Regions from separate parts of the Mus musculus genome. Here regions 2 and 3 are each linked to region 1. A link is a contact called in public HiCAR-type and capture Hi-C data. All regions are on one chromosome and are shown on one strand. Each heading gives the region's core, a stretch centred on a gene start, on an enhancer-like site or on the middle of the called end of the contact. The rest is flanking DNA. Distances are from core to core; before and after follow the strand shown. Region 1 holds the start of Eppin (epididymal peptidase inhibitor). Region 2 holds the start of Wfdc12 (WAP four-disulfide core domain 12). Region 3 overlaps Stk4 (serine/threonine kinase 4).

Region 1 (5,003 bases), core at 1,097-3,596:
TAGGGCAGGTTTCCTAGTACAGAGTCGAGTTCATATGGGCAGAGAGGCAATTGCTGAGCCACCAGAAGCCTGGGAGGATAAATCACCTCGCTTGTCACCGATAATGGGAGCATTTGTTAGCACAACAATGGCCACTTGTGGGACTCAGAAAATCGTGGCAGTGAAAAAGTCAAGAAACAGTCTGACTCAATCCTACCCATGCACCCAACATTTATTTGGGGGAAACTGAGGCTCATAATTAGCTGCTGGGATAAGAACATCACTGCCACAACCTCACCAGAATCTGTAATGGATCTATCCCACAGGACCCCGAAGGCAGCAATCTTACCCAGCACCCACCCCCACCCCCAGTGACCCATGGGGCACTGGCAGCCCAGGTGGGCAGAAGAGGAGGCATGGTAAAAGGCTTGTGGTATTCCAAAGCCCTTGGTATTATTACCTTGTTGGGGGTTTAAGCATTTCTTTCCACAGTTGAAGACACAGCACTTCTCTTTCTTCGGGCAGTCCCTGTCCCTGGTACAAAGGTCCCTCTCTTGGTGTTCACACTCCTCTCTGAATCTGGGGCATCTCCCTAGGAAAGAAACAGTCCTTCAGCCTCTGGGCCTTCGGATTTGAGAGTGCAGGGAAGCTCATGTTCAAATTTGCTCACGGTGAAGGAAGCCTTTTCTTTGCTCCCGTTTCCATCACTACCCACTCTAACCTCTTCAACACTCCTCCATACCTTCTTCCCTCCATCCCTGCTACCCCCCAGCTGCTGGGGCAGAACTTTTCAACACTGGTGACAATCACCTGTTGGCCATGGGAGCTGCCCTGTGCTTTGTGGAACCTTTAACAGCCACCTTGGCCTCATGTACTAGACATCCTGGGCACTCCATCCATCTCCTAACAATCCAGACACTCTCCAGACCCTGGGAATGCCTCCTTGGGAGTAGACCCTTTCCACTACAGCCTCTGTTTCCTTTGTTCTAGCTATTCAGTTATGTCGTGTTGCTGTTTTCCTCTAGAGGGCAACATTGCACAGTGATTCCTCCCCCACCTGCAGCTGGGTTTTGGAATCCTAACTCTGCCGGGAGTGTGTGTGTTGTGGAGGAGAAACAGGATCCTAAATACATTGTATACAATTTTCAACGGGTTAATACAGGTGTTATCGTAGAAAAATCTTTAGTTGGTTGAATGCTGGTAGCCTTGTGATGGTGGGCACATTCTTTAAATTCTGTGTCTTCTAGTTTCAAAGAGGGAAGTTTACGGACAAAGAGCTATATACAACTAAGGGGTGCTAAGTTCAGGAGAAATAGTCTTTCCCAGGGAAGACCCCCCTAATTTAATTGCTTATCCAATACCAAATGGTCAGCCCTGAAATCATATACATACAGAAAATAATAAACAGACACAGCAGGCTGTATTTATTTAGGCTCTCTCTCTCTCTCTCTCTCTCTCTCTCTCACACACACACACACACACACACACACACACACAGATAACAGCAACAATTAAAGAAAAAGAGGCCGTAGTTTCAGACGGAGTGGGAGCAGGTATGTAAAAGGAATTGGAAGGAAGAAAAGGAAGGGGAAAATTATATTTTAATGTTTAAAATTCCAAAATTTTAAATTAAAAGAATAAAACAGGAGTGTTGATAGGACTTCCTCTCGTAGAGTTCTTGTGAGGATTAAATGAGATAGTGAACACAAGCAAATGTTAGCTAATACCTGCAGAGCGGTCACCGTGGGGGGAAGCTTTACTCTGTCCTGTTTCTTCACCACAAAGCTGTAGGGCCAAAATTCGTTTAAAATGAAGAAATCAAGTTCCAGAGAGGACACGTGGAAATTAAATATTTTGCTCAAGATCACCAGGCTACCAACTCTGTACAACCCACCAACTCTGACCCCAGAGCCCCCAGACAAATATGTCTGTCTACTTCTTTAAGAGGTGAAAGGTCTTCCCATTAATGTTGGAACCATAACCCTTCCTCACCTCCCCTTTTTAAAGGGACTTTGAAGGTGTTTCCCCAGACCCCTGTCCCTGTATCAACACAGAGGTCGTTGTAACACTAAGAGACCTTATAAGTATCTCTCTCCTCTCCTGAGCCACACCCAGGAAGGAGCTGTAGAAAGGTGACCCACACCTGAGGAATTGTTCTTTGTCTCTTCCTTCCAGTAAACTTCCCTTTCTCCCAGACAACACTAGAAAAAAACAGTACTTACTGGGAAACAGCAAGTCAGCTAGACTAGGTCCCTGGACTCTTGCAAGCAGGCCAAATAGCACAAGAATGCTCACAAATCCAGAAAGCTTCATTCTGGCGAGGGGCTGGCCTGGCTGGTAGTTCTAGAACATGGAAATGTCTGCTGCCTTCGCCCATCCGATTCTCTCAGTAGGCTGTACCTTGGCTGTAAGAGCTGGAGAAAAGCCAGTCACCTACTATCTTGCTGGGAACACCAAGTTCTCGAGATCATAAGTGGAGCTAATGACATTCACAGCCCACATCTATGGAGAAAGCCTTTCTGCTTGGACTGCATAGGGCTAGCATTCTGGTCAACCAGGGTAGTGCCCAAAGTGTACTCTACACCATCCATGCTGCACTGAGGGTCAATGCTGTCCTCTTGGGCCTTCATCTTGATAACTCAAAGTTAATGTGGCATGCCCTCTTTACCATTAATTTACCACTTTTAAAACACTCACTCCGTTAAGCACACTCTCTATTGTCTTAATATCTCTTCATGTTTATTCCCATGGTAGGTCCAAGGTCTCTGTGTTCCCTTCTCCCTCTCCCACAGTTTCTTCCCACCGTTTTCCCATTTATCATCTCTCAGGGACACTTTTTTTTTTAAATGAAGGCCAAAGAGTAAAGAGTTGCCAAAGAGAGCACAGGACTGGGGAGAAACCAGGTGGATAACAGAGTCTTTAGATAGCATTTGTCACAGTGTTGTTGAATGTTGCAGAGCGCAGGGAGCCTCCACCACATGACAGAGTGTTGCCTGAGAAGACACTGAAATAAAGACACGGGTCTGAGAGACTACAGCTGAATCAAGGACAACACTGTAGAGCTGCTGGATACTAAGTGTGCTGTCAGAAGAAGGGTGCACACGTGAGCAGCCCCCTCCTAGTTGTGCATCTCCAGTACCAGCTGCTGAACACTGGGCTAGAAGGCAGAGAAGCTCTCTGCGAAAGGGAAAATATTAACAGCCAGATTCTACTTTCTTTCCCTGTGCTGGTAACATATTGTGCAGGTCATTGTTCTCAACTTGTTTTATGTGATAGCTAAGCACACAGCCTCATCATCGGGATCAGAGGCAGAACCCCCATGGAAATCCCATATCAGCAGATTTGCAATGTCACTTAAGGATTATTTCTCAAAAATGCTAAAATGATTTTGCTGGGGATTAAGCCCAGATCTGCATAGGCTGGGAGACACTCTCCCATGGACCTACAGCTCAGGTCTTAGAAATAGAATTTCTACTAGACAACCTGATCTTCTTGGACTTCTGTATTCTCTCAAAGACAGCCAGCAGGCGAAAACTTGGTGTTTCTAATCTGAAAGACCCTGGGGTATTTTATCTTGCAGCAGGATTATGTGACCCAGAGCAGAAAGGATTCTAACAAGTATCACCCAGCCAGTGAATGTGCGAGACAGGATTCCAGGGCACCGAGTCTGTGAGTCTCCACCTCAGGCCACTGGCTGGTGATGAGGATCTAATTTATTGTAGACTTGAAGGAAAGAATTGTAACCCTAGTCCGAAGGGAAACAAAAGTAGCCCATGTCAGTAGAGACAGGCTGAAGGACTACGGTTAAAACACTTCCTGATGACCCCTGAAGGCTAAATCTGCCTTCTTCCTTAAACTCTCTCAGGGGATAAAAAAGATGCTAACATGTCCAGGTTATTTTACCACATTCTATTTGACCTGTCTGAGTTGCATGTCAGTACACGTGCATGTCATTTTCCAAGCAGCTGACATGAAATGCATGTCTTTGGGGCCTAGGATGTATCTTGGGTTTGGACTCCTTCTAACACTTAATTCATGGAACAAACTGGTTAGGACACACTCAGCCGGTCCTTGCCTTCCTTTTCTTCTTTCTTTTACAGAAGGTCGTAGCCTTCGTATACCTTCGTTCTAGGAGAAATCTGCTCAGAATGAGTGACTTAGGAAGAACCAGAACACACTGACCTGTAGGTGGCAACTCATGCTTCTCCATCAGACCAGGCCCTGTTGTGTGGATGGCTCCCAGCATTGCTCCTAGTGCATCTGACTGCATTGCTAACTTGGACATCTGCTCTCCCAGACAGGCTCTGAGAGCCATCCAGCAGGTCACTGTCTAGCAACTGGTCCTTAAAGCAGGACAGGGTTAAGATAAACTCTCAGTCTATCTCTCTGTTTGAGCAAGGCAGGTAGGATGACTGGGAGGTATAAAAGTAGACACACAGGGGTGTGGCTAGTCGAGTGATGGTTGGGAAGATACTGGGTGGGTCAAAAGAGCAGAGGAGCATGGGGGTATTTGGAAGATGTGAAATTATATATTGTAATTAATATTACACAAAGTTAATAGGACAAGGAAAGGCTACGGCAAACAAGTGAATTTTCTGGAGATGCCCCGCCATTTGGCATGGGTTCGATGGGTGTGCTCTGGAGGCAAAGTCCCCAGAGACTTCATCTCAGGATTGCTTCTCGATGCTGATATACCTTTCCTGCCACTGTTACATAGCCTAGCGATTCCTGGGCACCAGCCCACCACCCTATTGGTCAAATTTCCTGCAGGTCAACATGAAGATGTATTCTTATGTGGTAATGCTGTATACTTCAAATTGATGATTTCATAATCCCTGATAATGATTTCATAGACCTCTTAAATTGAAACAGGTAATTTCACCCCCTCCCGTAGAATAAAAGCTGCAAATAGAGCTCTGTAAACTTTCATATGTCACAGACTAATTGCACTAGGAAAAGAAAGGAAGCTTAGAACAAATTTACAGTCAAAGCCGGGCGTGGTGGCGCACGCCTTTAATCCCAGC
Region 2 (5,139 bases), core at 1,611-4,110, 400 kb before region 1:
AAAATGACTTTGTGGGGCTGGAGTGATGGTTCAGCAGTTAAGAGCTCATACTGCCCTTGCAGAGGACTCTAGTTTGCCATCCTCCATGCTGGGTGGTTTATAACCTCTTTAACTCCAGACCAAGAAGATCTGATACCCTCTTCTATCCTTTCTGGGTATCTGCACTTACAGGCACACACCTCTACACAGACACATAGACATGCACATGATTAAAGATACATTTTTTAAATGAGTTCAAGCAGTTTTCAGAACCAAGTCCATACACTGACACTCCCTGCATGGTTGCAACATCCTTAGATTCCTTTATTCCAGAATAAACATTTTAGCTCATTTCTGCCTGCCTCCCATTCTCCCCTTCTGTAATTTCTGCTTGAGCAAACAGATGAATGTCTACTTAGTGTGGCTAGAAGCCCTTCCTTGTGGTATCTTTCAGCTTCCTGCATCACTTGAGGAGGAGTCTATACCTGGCTTACCCATTTTTTTTTTATTTTTATTTTTTTTTATTTTTTTGAGACAGGGTTTCTCTGTATAGCTCTGGCTATCCTGGAATTCACTCTGTAGACCAGGCTGGCATCAAACTCAGAAATCCACCTGCCTCTGCCTCCCTCCCAGTTTACCCATTTTTAATGTTGTTCAGACAAACTGCAGTATTTCAGCCAGAACACCTCAATCCTCTCATCGTAAAGCCATGTTTCTCCACACAAGGACACGTTGTATAGCATGGGATGATGAAATGACACCCTGTAAACAGCAGGAAGCTGTGGATGGCCGGTGCCTGTGGCGACAGCTTAATTGAGATTGCAAATTCTAGAGGGTTTAGATTGTAGTTATATATGAACGATGTTGATCAGGATGGACATCCTTGCCTTGTGAACACTTGGTGTTTGCAGAAAAGCAGGCATATATATGCATTGTATTCTATATGCAATATGTAAGAAATTACACACACACACACACATGCGTGCACACACACGCACATATTTTATATATTCTCTAGTACTTTAATACACAAACAAAATGTATTTAGATCATCTCTCTCATTTCTCCCTCCAAGTCCCCCTGATTCCTCTCCACACTTCCCTCTCAATCCCAATTCCTCTCTCTCTTAAAAATAACCCACTGAATCTAATTAGTGTGCCCATACACCCGTGGGTGTGCAGTACCATCCACTGGGGCACTGGCACCCCACCACGGGCCACACCACTGAGGAACGATGACTCTGCCCCCTCTAGTGGCCGTCAACAGACATGGCTCCTCTACTAAGGGTGACTAGACTGATCTGTGCAGGTCTTGTGCTGGCTACAACAGTTGCTGTGAATTTATGAGTACAGCGGCCCTGTCATGCACAGAAGACATTATCTGTGCCAATCTTCCAGGCTTTTCCTAGATGTTCTCTGAGCTTGGTGGTGGTGGTGGTTGCTGTGTGATACAGGTGTCTCACTTAGGGATAAATAATTCACAACTCCAGAGTCACTTTGTTTTACCTTTGGCCAGCTGTAAAGGCATATCTTTTTTTAAAAAAATCGTATTATGGACAATTTTATCCTATTTATTCAGATTTGTAAAAAATGTCATATAATAAAGTTTAATAGTTTTTCCAAAAAAATGTATATTTCCAGAATTATTCATGCATGTATATGTACATACATATACATACACACACAAACACACAAACAAACATACACACACACACACACACATACACACACACATAATATTGAACAAGGATTTTTTTTTAAACTATTAAGTTGTATTAGTCTATTTGGACCACTGTAACAAATTACCATAGACTGAATGGCCTATAAACAACATTTATTTCTCAGAGTTCTGGAGGTTGGGGAGTCCAAGATCAAGGTGCCCAGAGATCCAGTATCTGGAAAGGCCTGGTTTCTGGTCTTTGTATCTTCTTGCTGTGTCCTTCCACGGTGGAAGCAGTCCTCTGAGGCCATTTTTATGAGATATCACACCTTACTCTGAGGGATCTGTCTACAAAAGAGGAGGAGAACCCGCTGAAGAGGGATGCTCACACTGGGGACAGGCTGGATGGATAGGCTGTTCCTTCTTTTGCACACAAGGACTCGGAGACCAGGTTGCCCACGGGCTGCCCGTTTCTCCCATACTTTAAGCCTGTGGACCCCCGGGGCAGGTGCTAGGTGACAGCAAGTTTAGAGGAGGAAAGGACAGAGTGGGACTTGTGTGAGCAGTCCTGGGAGGAGGGAAAGCCCAGGGGCTTTCACCTGATTCTGCTTGGTTGACATCCCTGTCACGCCTTCCCCTTTGTACAAAGGAGACGGTCAAGGCCTCTGGTCTCTGAGATCCCATAAGCTCACCCCAGTCTCTCTGCCCCTTGACTCCAAGAATCGCTCGCTCTTCCATGCTTCCAGGAGACAGAGACTGGGGAGGTGGGAGGGCCGCGCACAGCACTGGGAGCTACTTACTCTTCACTGTTGTCTTTCACCGGCAGCACGCATTTGAAGCCACATTGCCAGAAGCAGCATATCTCCTGATCTCCACAGTCATTGTCACTGTAACACTGGGGATCATCTTGCCTGATGCAGCGGACGTAGTCGGGCGGGCAAACTCTTTTCTCTTTATTTGGTGGAAGAAGGCACAAGGTGAGTGGTGGGGGTAAGGGGTGGGGTGGTATCGGCAGGGGGGGTGTGTGGGTGGGCACTCCATCCCTTCCTATAATCTGGGAGTTCCCATCCCAGCTCTAGGCAGCTCGCCTGTACCCACTTACCCTCGCCTTTGACTCCACCTCCCGTTACCAGAGTAGAGGAAATAAGGAGCGTCATGAGGACCAAGATACTGTTTGGCCACATGTTGCTGTGAGGCTGAGACTGAGGCTGGTGCTGGTGCTGGTGCCGAGGCTGGTGCTGGTGCTGGTGCCGAGGCTGGTGCTGGTGCTGGTGCTGAGGCTGAGGCTGAGGCTGGCTTTCTACTGTTTCTGCTGGGCGTGGCAATGGGCAGGGCTGAAGGTTTGCTGATGACAGGGGAAGCCTGTGCTTTCCAAGCCCTGTCAGAAATGGCCACCATTTTGAGGGAGGGACTTGGGGTCCTTCCAAGATTTCCTAACTGTGAGATCCTCTGTTTGCACAAGAAGTCTCTGCACAAAGGGCACCCTAGGACACACAGCCTGGCGGCACGTGGCAGGACCCATTTTCTTCAAATCTGATGTTCACTATTGAGCCCTCTTTCGGGGTGGCCCGCCCTAGACAGAGGTCTTACTTCTTCCTGTCATATCTGAACTGGTCCTCAGCTTTTTCCTCACCCCAAGGAGGGCTCTGTCACTATGTGCTCCAAACCACGCCACCCCGTTACTTTAATGTTTTTAAAGCCTATTTTTAATGATGGTTCTTAAACACTTTAACTTCCTTTCTAGCCCACTGCCCACCAGAAGTAGTGGAAAAGAAAGGATACGGGGGAAGTGGACCTGTTTAGAAAGGGTTCTTGGGAGCAACTCCTATCTGCACCGTCAGGAAATCAGCAGTTCAGTGCACAGGAGTCAGCAGCGGCTCGATCCACTCCCAAACACTTCATGGCTACACCAGCCATCCAGTTCGGTAGAATCAGGATAGCTAACACGAATCAGCAGCAGTGTGACTACCTAGCAGAGACAGGCAGGCTTCGGCCTCGGCACAAGTCAGCAGGAGGGACGAGGAGGAACGCCAGGAGAAGTTCCAATCAGCCAAGCAAAGGTTAGCAAAGATCAGCAAAGATGCAAGACCACCAAGCATTTAGCTATGTAAGCAAGCCAAACTCCCTCCCATTGCTGGTCGAGCCTACTTTATACTTCCTCCACACATGTCTCCCCGCAGCACATGAGTCTGTCTAAGCTGGCATCAAGCTGCCAATTATCCAGAATCTGCAGAAGTGAAAGAAGCTGAAACAAGCCACAGCACACCACCAAAAGTTTTTTGGTGCATTTCTCTCTATGGAAGTCCCAGCAAATGCAGGTCAACTACACAATGTAAGACGGACCAATACCCGTGTTTCATTAGGGAAGAATCCATCACATATCCTTTCACGTGCTTGCTTTAGCAGACCATCCTTTCACTGGTGTCTGCTTCAGCGAAATGTTTCTACATGAGTCTGCCTCCGCTTTTTACCTGTGGCCACTTCAGGAAAACACTTCATGTGTTTGCCCCAGCAAAACACCATCTAACATAACTGACTCTCCAAAGAGCCCTTAAGTTTCCACTTCATCACCCCTACACACCACAGGTGGAAGCAGACCTTGGCCCTGTCACTAGTTGTGTGACCGAAGGCTCTTCCTTCCTAAAACTCACTTTCCTTATTCATAAAATGGATCTGCTGGTTCTATTTCATTCATAGGAGTTATGTTTTATTTCCTGAAGTGCCTCTCCCAACCCACTCAGCTCTTACATCTTGGACTCCGGGTTGCCTCCCTTCAGAGATAGGAATCCCTTATGGACTCTGAGATTGGGGACCTTTCGGGAGGGGAGCCTACAGGCAGAGTGATGCTTATGCGTATGGTGCAAGATAGCTCTACAGATGGAAAAAAGTCCTGCACAAGCCCAGACACTGGGGAGAATAAATTAATAAAATGTTAATGAAAAGAAGAGATGAGAAAAGAGAGTGCTTTTGAGGAAGTCCTTTCCTCTTTCAGCAGTTCCCCAAGGTCAGCCATGGACCTTTTTGCTTAAGCTGGTGTTTTCCTTGAGTTTGCTACCTGGAGTTTTGAGTGAGGTTTGTATTTGAGAATGGGGTGTGCCTACTTCCTGGAGTATAAAAGAGACTGATTTGAAATCAAGTAGAGAGAGGGAGGATCCTTCCATCAGGCTTCCTATTGGGCCATGAATCTTGGCTCCCTAGTCTGTCTGTCCCAGAGATGAACTTGGAGACTTGCTGAGCAAACATGTGAATGCTGGCAGATGCTGACTGCTCCCCACCTCCTTACTCTTACTAATTATGGTGGCTTGAATATGCTTGACCCAGGAAGTGGCACTGTCAGGAGATGTGACCTTGTTGGAGGAAGTATGTCACTGTAGGGGTGAGCTTTGAGAACCTTCTCCTAGCCACCTGGAAGACAAGTCTCTCCTGGCTGCAGATGGATAATATGCAGAACTCTTGGCTCCTCCAGCACCATGTCTGTCTGCATGCCACCATGCTTCCTGC
Region 3 (5,039 bases), core at 381-2,880, 450 kb before region 1:
AGTGAGGTCAAAGGGTCAGTACATGCAGTAGAGAGAGCCATGGGAGTCTCTCTGTCAGCCTTTGCATCCATTTCACCACCAGATTTCCTTATCTGCTGAACAGACTAGAAAGACGGCTGAGTGGATGGGAACTCTTCTGACCCAGGGTTGATCGCCAGCACTCACATCAGGCAGCTCACAACTACCCTCCACACCCACACCCACCCTCACCCCCACACCAACCCCCACCCCATATTACACTTTTCTGAAGGAGTTGGTGAGTACAACGTGATGAAATGTGTATAAAATATATAGGTGCCCCTGCCTATATTAAGCATTTAATAAATGTTATTTTCTTTCTTGGTTTCCGGTGTTGCTTTGGTCTTCTTGGGGATTATACAGCCTCTACTCCAGCTGTAGAAAGAATGCTTTATGCGCATTTCAGAAAGTTTAGAGATTCTAGAAAAACTTAAAGATGTCTTGCTATTTATCACTCTCAAGCAACAATTTCTTTATTTTGATGTGCTTCCGTCCAGTTTTCTATGCTTATATGTAAGTTTCAGTCTTACACAGCTGAAATCTTTCTGCCTATAGTTTTAATTTTGTCATCTAACATAGCCTGTTTCATTGTATATTTAAAAATCTTTGCAGAACCATCTTTAGTAAATTACTGGTTTTAGTTATGTACGTGGATGTGTGAGCGTGAGTACAGGTACCAGCGGAGGCCAGTGATGTTGATTGGGTCTCCCTGGAACTGGAGTTCCTGACACATGGGGGCCACCTGCTGTGGGTGCTTGGAGCTGAGCTCAGCTCCTCTGGAAGAACAGTACTGCTGAGCCTCTGCCAGCCCCGTAGTCAGGCCTTTTTAAAAATATTTTTTGAGATAAAGTTTAGCAGTATAGCCTAGGCTATACTTCAAAATTCATGGTCTTCCTGCCTCAACTTCCCTTTTATTGTTGTTGTTATAGGTAGCTACCACCATTCCTGGCTTAAAATACTTGCTTATGGTCATATAATAGCCATTGCAGTGTATAATTTAGTTGACCTAATCAGTCAGTGTATTTGGCCTTTTGGGTTAGTTGAGATTATTCCAATTTATCAAGCCAGGAATCCTTGACTACCAGAGAGCTGCCTCGGGTTGAGTCTTTGTACTTTCATTTGTAGGACACCTCCTCCCTCAGCTAAGTATGTGAAGTAGCCAGGGTATCCTTCCCGCCAGCTCTCTGGTCGTCTGGTGTTTATTTAGGTTTCAATCTTTTTGGAGAGGTTTCTTCTCCTTACACTCCTGGGCTAGAAGAAAGGTGAAGGAGACTGAGTTGTATTTAGGTCTCTGGCCTGGTGGTGCCAAGTGAATGCCCAGGAGCTGGCCTGGGTAAATGCCACATGCCACTGTGTCCTCACTAGGAGGTGGGAAGACTCTTCTAAATGTGTCCTCACAGGACACACTGTTTTGTTTCAACTTCTTGTCTGTTTTCTGTAGAGCCAGTTTTAAAGTACGCTGAGACTGGGCTCACTTGTACCGTGGAATCTAGTGAGATCTTGTGCTCCTTACTTTCAGAAACGTGGCCAGAAATAGCAATCCGAAAGACACGCGTCAGGCTCGCCAGGGAAAGCTGCTGTGCAGATACACTGAGAATCTGCACGGCCAGTGAATGGCGTCTTTGTCTCAGAACCCACAGCCGCCTGCTTCTGCTGTGATTGCAGTATCAGATCTGAGCTCAGCTTATAGCAGTTACTGAGGTGGCATTGAAAACAAAACTTAAATGCTGTGGTTTGTGTCCCCAAGGGTCACTTGAAACACACAACAAAAATAAAACAAAACATACACTAAACAGAAAGCACAAAACAACATTGCTCCAGCTTGAGGCTGTTTTCATTTGCTCTGCTGGGGTCTGAGACTGCCTGATCCAAGACTGCCTGGCTCCTTTCATTCTCTGATGTTAAAGGATAGTTTTAATCTCAAACACTTAGTCAGCTAGATATCTGAGTCCAGACTAGCTCCGAAATAGATCCTAAGAACTGCAGACAAGTCTGCAGGGTGGGTCCTACAAGGCCCTCTGAAGGCCACTTTGCTGTCTCCCTGTGGCAACCAAGGCTGGCAGCTCACGCATACTCTTATAGTCCAACCGAGGCTGGAAGCTCACGCGTACTCCTATATTCCAATGCTGCTCAGAACAAGCCTGTTGTTGGTTCTCCTGAGGTGGTGAGAGTTAAGTCCGTCCCAAGAGACTCTGGGTTCTGATTTCATTGAAACTGCAGACTTAACCAGAAGCAGATCTGGTTTTAGTCTTCGCTGATGCTTGCTGATTGTAACCTTGAAAACGAGGATTAATTATGTGACTCCTGACACCTCAGATTCCCTATCTATAGTCACATTACACGTTAGCTGTAAGTGATGATCGAATGAAAGGAACATGTGTGCAGAAGTGTGCTACATGCCAGCCATGTTGACAGCCGATGGATGTTAAGGTGGCTCCTGTTATACTGTACAGCAGCTGGCTGCCCAGCTATGATCCTAGCACTTTGGGAGACTGAAGAAGGGGAGGGGTCCTGAAAGTTGGAGGCTGGCCTTGGCTACCTAGTAAGACCTCGTCTTAAAAGAATTACCATATAGCTAGATCCTTGAATCTTGCCTCCTCATCAAGTAATGCTGGTTCCTACTTGCAGTTTAGATGCTTTCTCTTTTGTGTGCCTTGGTCTTGTATGTATGTAGGTCTGCTCTGGTCATTTTGCTTGATTTGCTGAGAATCACAGCATTAGCACCGTGGCAAGAGCTGGGGCCCATGGTGGCTCTTGACTTCTTTCATGGTCAATCCTTAGTCATATTGCCAGTACTGGCAGTTAGGGGTTAACGTTTCCAGCGTGCAGAGAAAACACCTTGCTGTGTGATGCCCTGTCTGTCTGTCTGTCCTGGCCGTGTCAGTAACTCTCGTTTGAGGACATTATAAAGTCTAGCTCATCAGCTCTGTCAGTGTTCTCAGACTTCCAGTCCGTATTCTTGTTTCATTCTGGGTGAATTGGGTTTTGCCCCTGTGAAATGTTGGTTTTGTCTTAAGTCTTTAATGCATTGGCATTAGTTCTGGGCTTTCAGCTCCATGGTAGAACCTTCACCGAGCCTGTACAAGGCTCTCCACTCAGGCCTGGCAACTGCAGAAATAATATAGACAACCATAGAGTCGCTCTTTCCTTTTTAGTACACACATGTAAGGCTGTAAATGCCCTTACATTACCTTACAACTGGCAATTTTTGATATGTAGGTATTTGTCTTGTAAAGTCAGGTTTATTGAGTTTTAATTTACATAATATAAAATTTGCTTCCATTATGTACAAGGTTGATGAGCTTTGACTGATATGTACAGTTTTATAAATAACCATAATTAAGTCACCCTGAAGTTTCCCATGACCTGGCTTTTGTCTGTGAATGTGCCGTTTCTAAGGTATATGAATAGAATCATTTAGGTCCAATTAAACCGTTTCTTCTTCTCCACAGAAGAAACGCTAAGTCATAGGCAGTGACAAATGCACACGTGCAGTCTGCAGTCAGACCACTTACAAGAGGGCATATGAACATGGAGTGTGGAGCCTCAGGTTACCAAGGACACGGTCACAGATCACAGGGCGCAGTGCAAGCTGGGTTTTGTTTGGTTTGTTTTTCCTTTTCACTAGTTTTCTGCAAGCAGTTTTTATCCATTGTGTGTAAAGTTGGACCTGACTTTGTCTAAAGTTGCCTTTCAGACCATGTTTATTAAAAATGCATGTTTTTCAAAAACTAATTTGGTGTGTGTGTGTGTTGATAGTGGCTGTGAGTTTTTGAGAGAGTGTTTGTGTGTGTGTGTGTGTGTGTGTGTGTGTGTGTATGTTGATAGTGGCTGTGAGTTTTTGAGAGATCCTTTGTGCCCAGGCTTACCTAGAACTTTAATCCTCCTGCCTCGGCCTCCCAAATGCTTCTGACTACAGGTGTGTACCACCACGTCAAACCTCAGTTTGCTGTTAACGCTCCGACTTTGCACAGGATTCTCTGGCTTCTTTTATGTGACGGGAAGAGAGAGGAAAGTCTGACCTTCTCTCAGAGGGCGGAGTTAGGATAAGAGAAGAAAGTCCGACCTTCCTACTCTCTTGGAAATTTCCAGCTCAAGAAAGTACACAGAAGCCACAGCACACAGGGATTTTTATGCGATTAGCCAACTCTTTTCTTAAATTATTAAGCTGCATTAAAACAGCGTGGTGTACTTGGAGTTTTAGGTCTCCCTGTCTTCTGAAAGATTAATATCACGGACCTTCTTAATAGGAAACCTGTGTATCAATTTAGAGCTACTCTTAAATTAGAGTTTTCCTTACAGAGCAAAGCTAGCAAACAGGACTGGAGTCAGTCTTGGCTTTGTGGTGCTAGGTGTCAAAGCTTGGTCTGCAGATGGTAGACACGTGTGCTCCCGTGGAGATGAAGCCCAGGCCAGGGAGGTTCTCCTTGCAGTGTCAGTGTAAGCAGGACACTGGATGAGCTGTTCGTTTTGGTCTTAGAACACACGGGTCCATTTTGAGTAATTGATATAGTGTTATTTAATGAACATATATTGTCCTTATGTATTTATCGATTATATACTTTTAAAACCTCTGTGAACTGCCCTGTGTCTGAGAGAACCCAGTAGGACATGGGTGTTGCTTTCACATAGAGATTTAAAATGGAAGGGCAGATTTCCTGATTCCGTTTTTATTAAGAACTCTTTTCTGGTGGCTGGAGAATACCTTGGCTCTCCTGACTCTCAGACAGTTCTTAAATTAGCAAAGAAAGGTATTAGGGGCCAGAGAGAAGTCGGAGCCAGGGCTGGAAGGCTGGGTGGACAACCCTCTACAGAGGGTGGAGTTAGCATAAGTATTGGGGCACAGAGGTCAGTGTTTTCATAGACCTTGGAAGTCCCCAAGTCTTTCATTTCTTTAGTCATTTTTATTTATATCACTGTATAAGTCAGGCTGACCTCAGACTCCATCCTCCTGCCTCTGCCTCCTAAGTGCTGGAAGCCTATATGTGTGCTACCATACTCAGCCCCTCACACCCCATCCT

What was found. HiCAR-type assays count read pairs that join an accessible place to other places. Capture Hi-C pulls out chosen DNA fragments and counts their contacts.
Region 2: a contact with region 1 is called in a capture Hi-C map of macrophages, with 4 times the contacts expected there. The contact joins the promoter of Wfdc12 here to the promoter of Eppin in region 1. A contact is called at or near these places in 8 of 39 promoter capture datasets (the 3T3-L1 cell line, the C10 cell line, embryonic stem cells and 4 more) and 1 of 9 other capture datasets (macrophages).
Region 3: a contact with region 1 is called in a HiCAR-type map of astrocytes, with 2.6 times the contacts expected there. The contact joins the enhancer-like site here to the promoter of Eppin in region 1. A contact is called at or near these places in 5 of 39 promoter capture datasets (the C10 cell line, cranial neural crest, embryonic stem cells and 1 more) and 2 of 115 datasets of contacts at active chromatin or transcription factors (astrocytes and pancreatic cancer cells).

What each region holds. Positions count from the first base shown.
Region 1 is chr2:164,591,225-164,596,227 of GRCm38.p6, forward strand. Eppin (epididymal peptidase inhibitor) reads right to left here and starts at 2,347. Exons shown (of 4, transcript NM_029325.2): 1 at 2,202-2,347; 2 at 440-571. The coding sequence starts at 2,292.
Region 2 is chr2:164,187,698-164,192,836 of GRCm38.p6, forward strand. It overlaps Wfdc12 (WAP four-disulfide core domain 12), which reads right to left and starts at 2,861. Exons shown (of 3, transcript NM_138684.2): 1 at 2,741-2,861; 2 at 2,439-2,589; 3 at 1,534-1,986. The coding sequence starts at 2,822. The coding sequence ends at 1,962. A730032A03Rik (a long non-coding RNA gene) reads left to right here. Exons shown (of 4, transcript XR_003954086.1): 3 at 2,465-2,615.
Region 3 is chr2:164,140,666-164,145,704 of GRCm38.p6, forward strand. The region is part of intron 10 of Stk4 (serine/threonine kinase 4); the gene reads left to right. Among named protein-coding and RNA genes, the nearest start is that of Kcns1, 28 kb to the right of the region's middle. Within about 2 kb of position 1,631, at least 64 of the 459 cell types and tissues checked have an H3K27ac peak or open chromatin away from gene starts, as enhancers often do. A contact at or near this core is called in astrocytes, where this site is marked.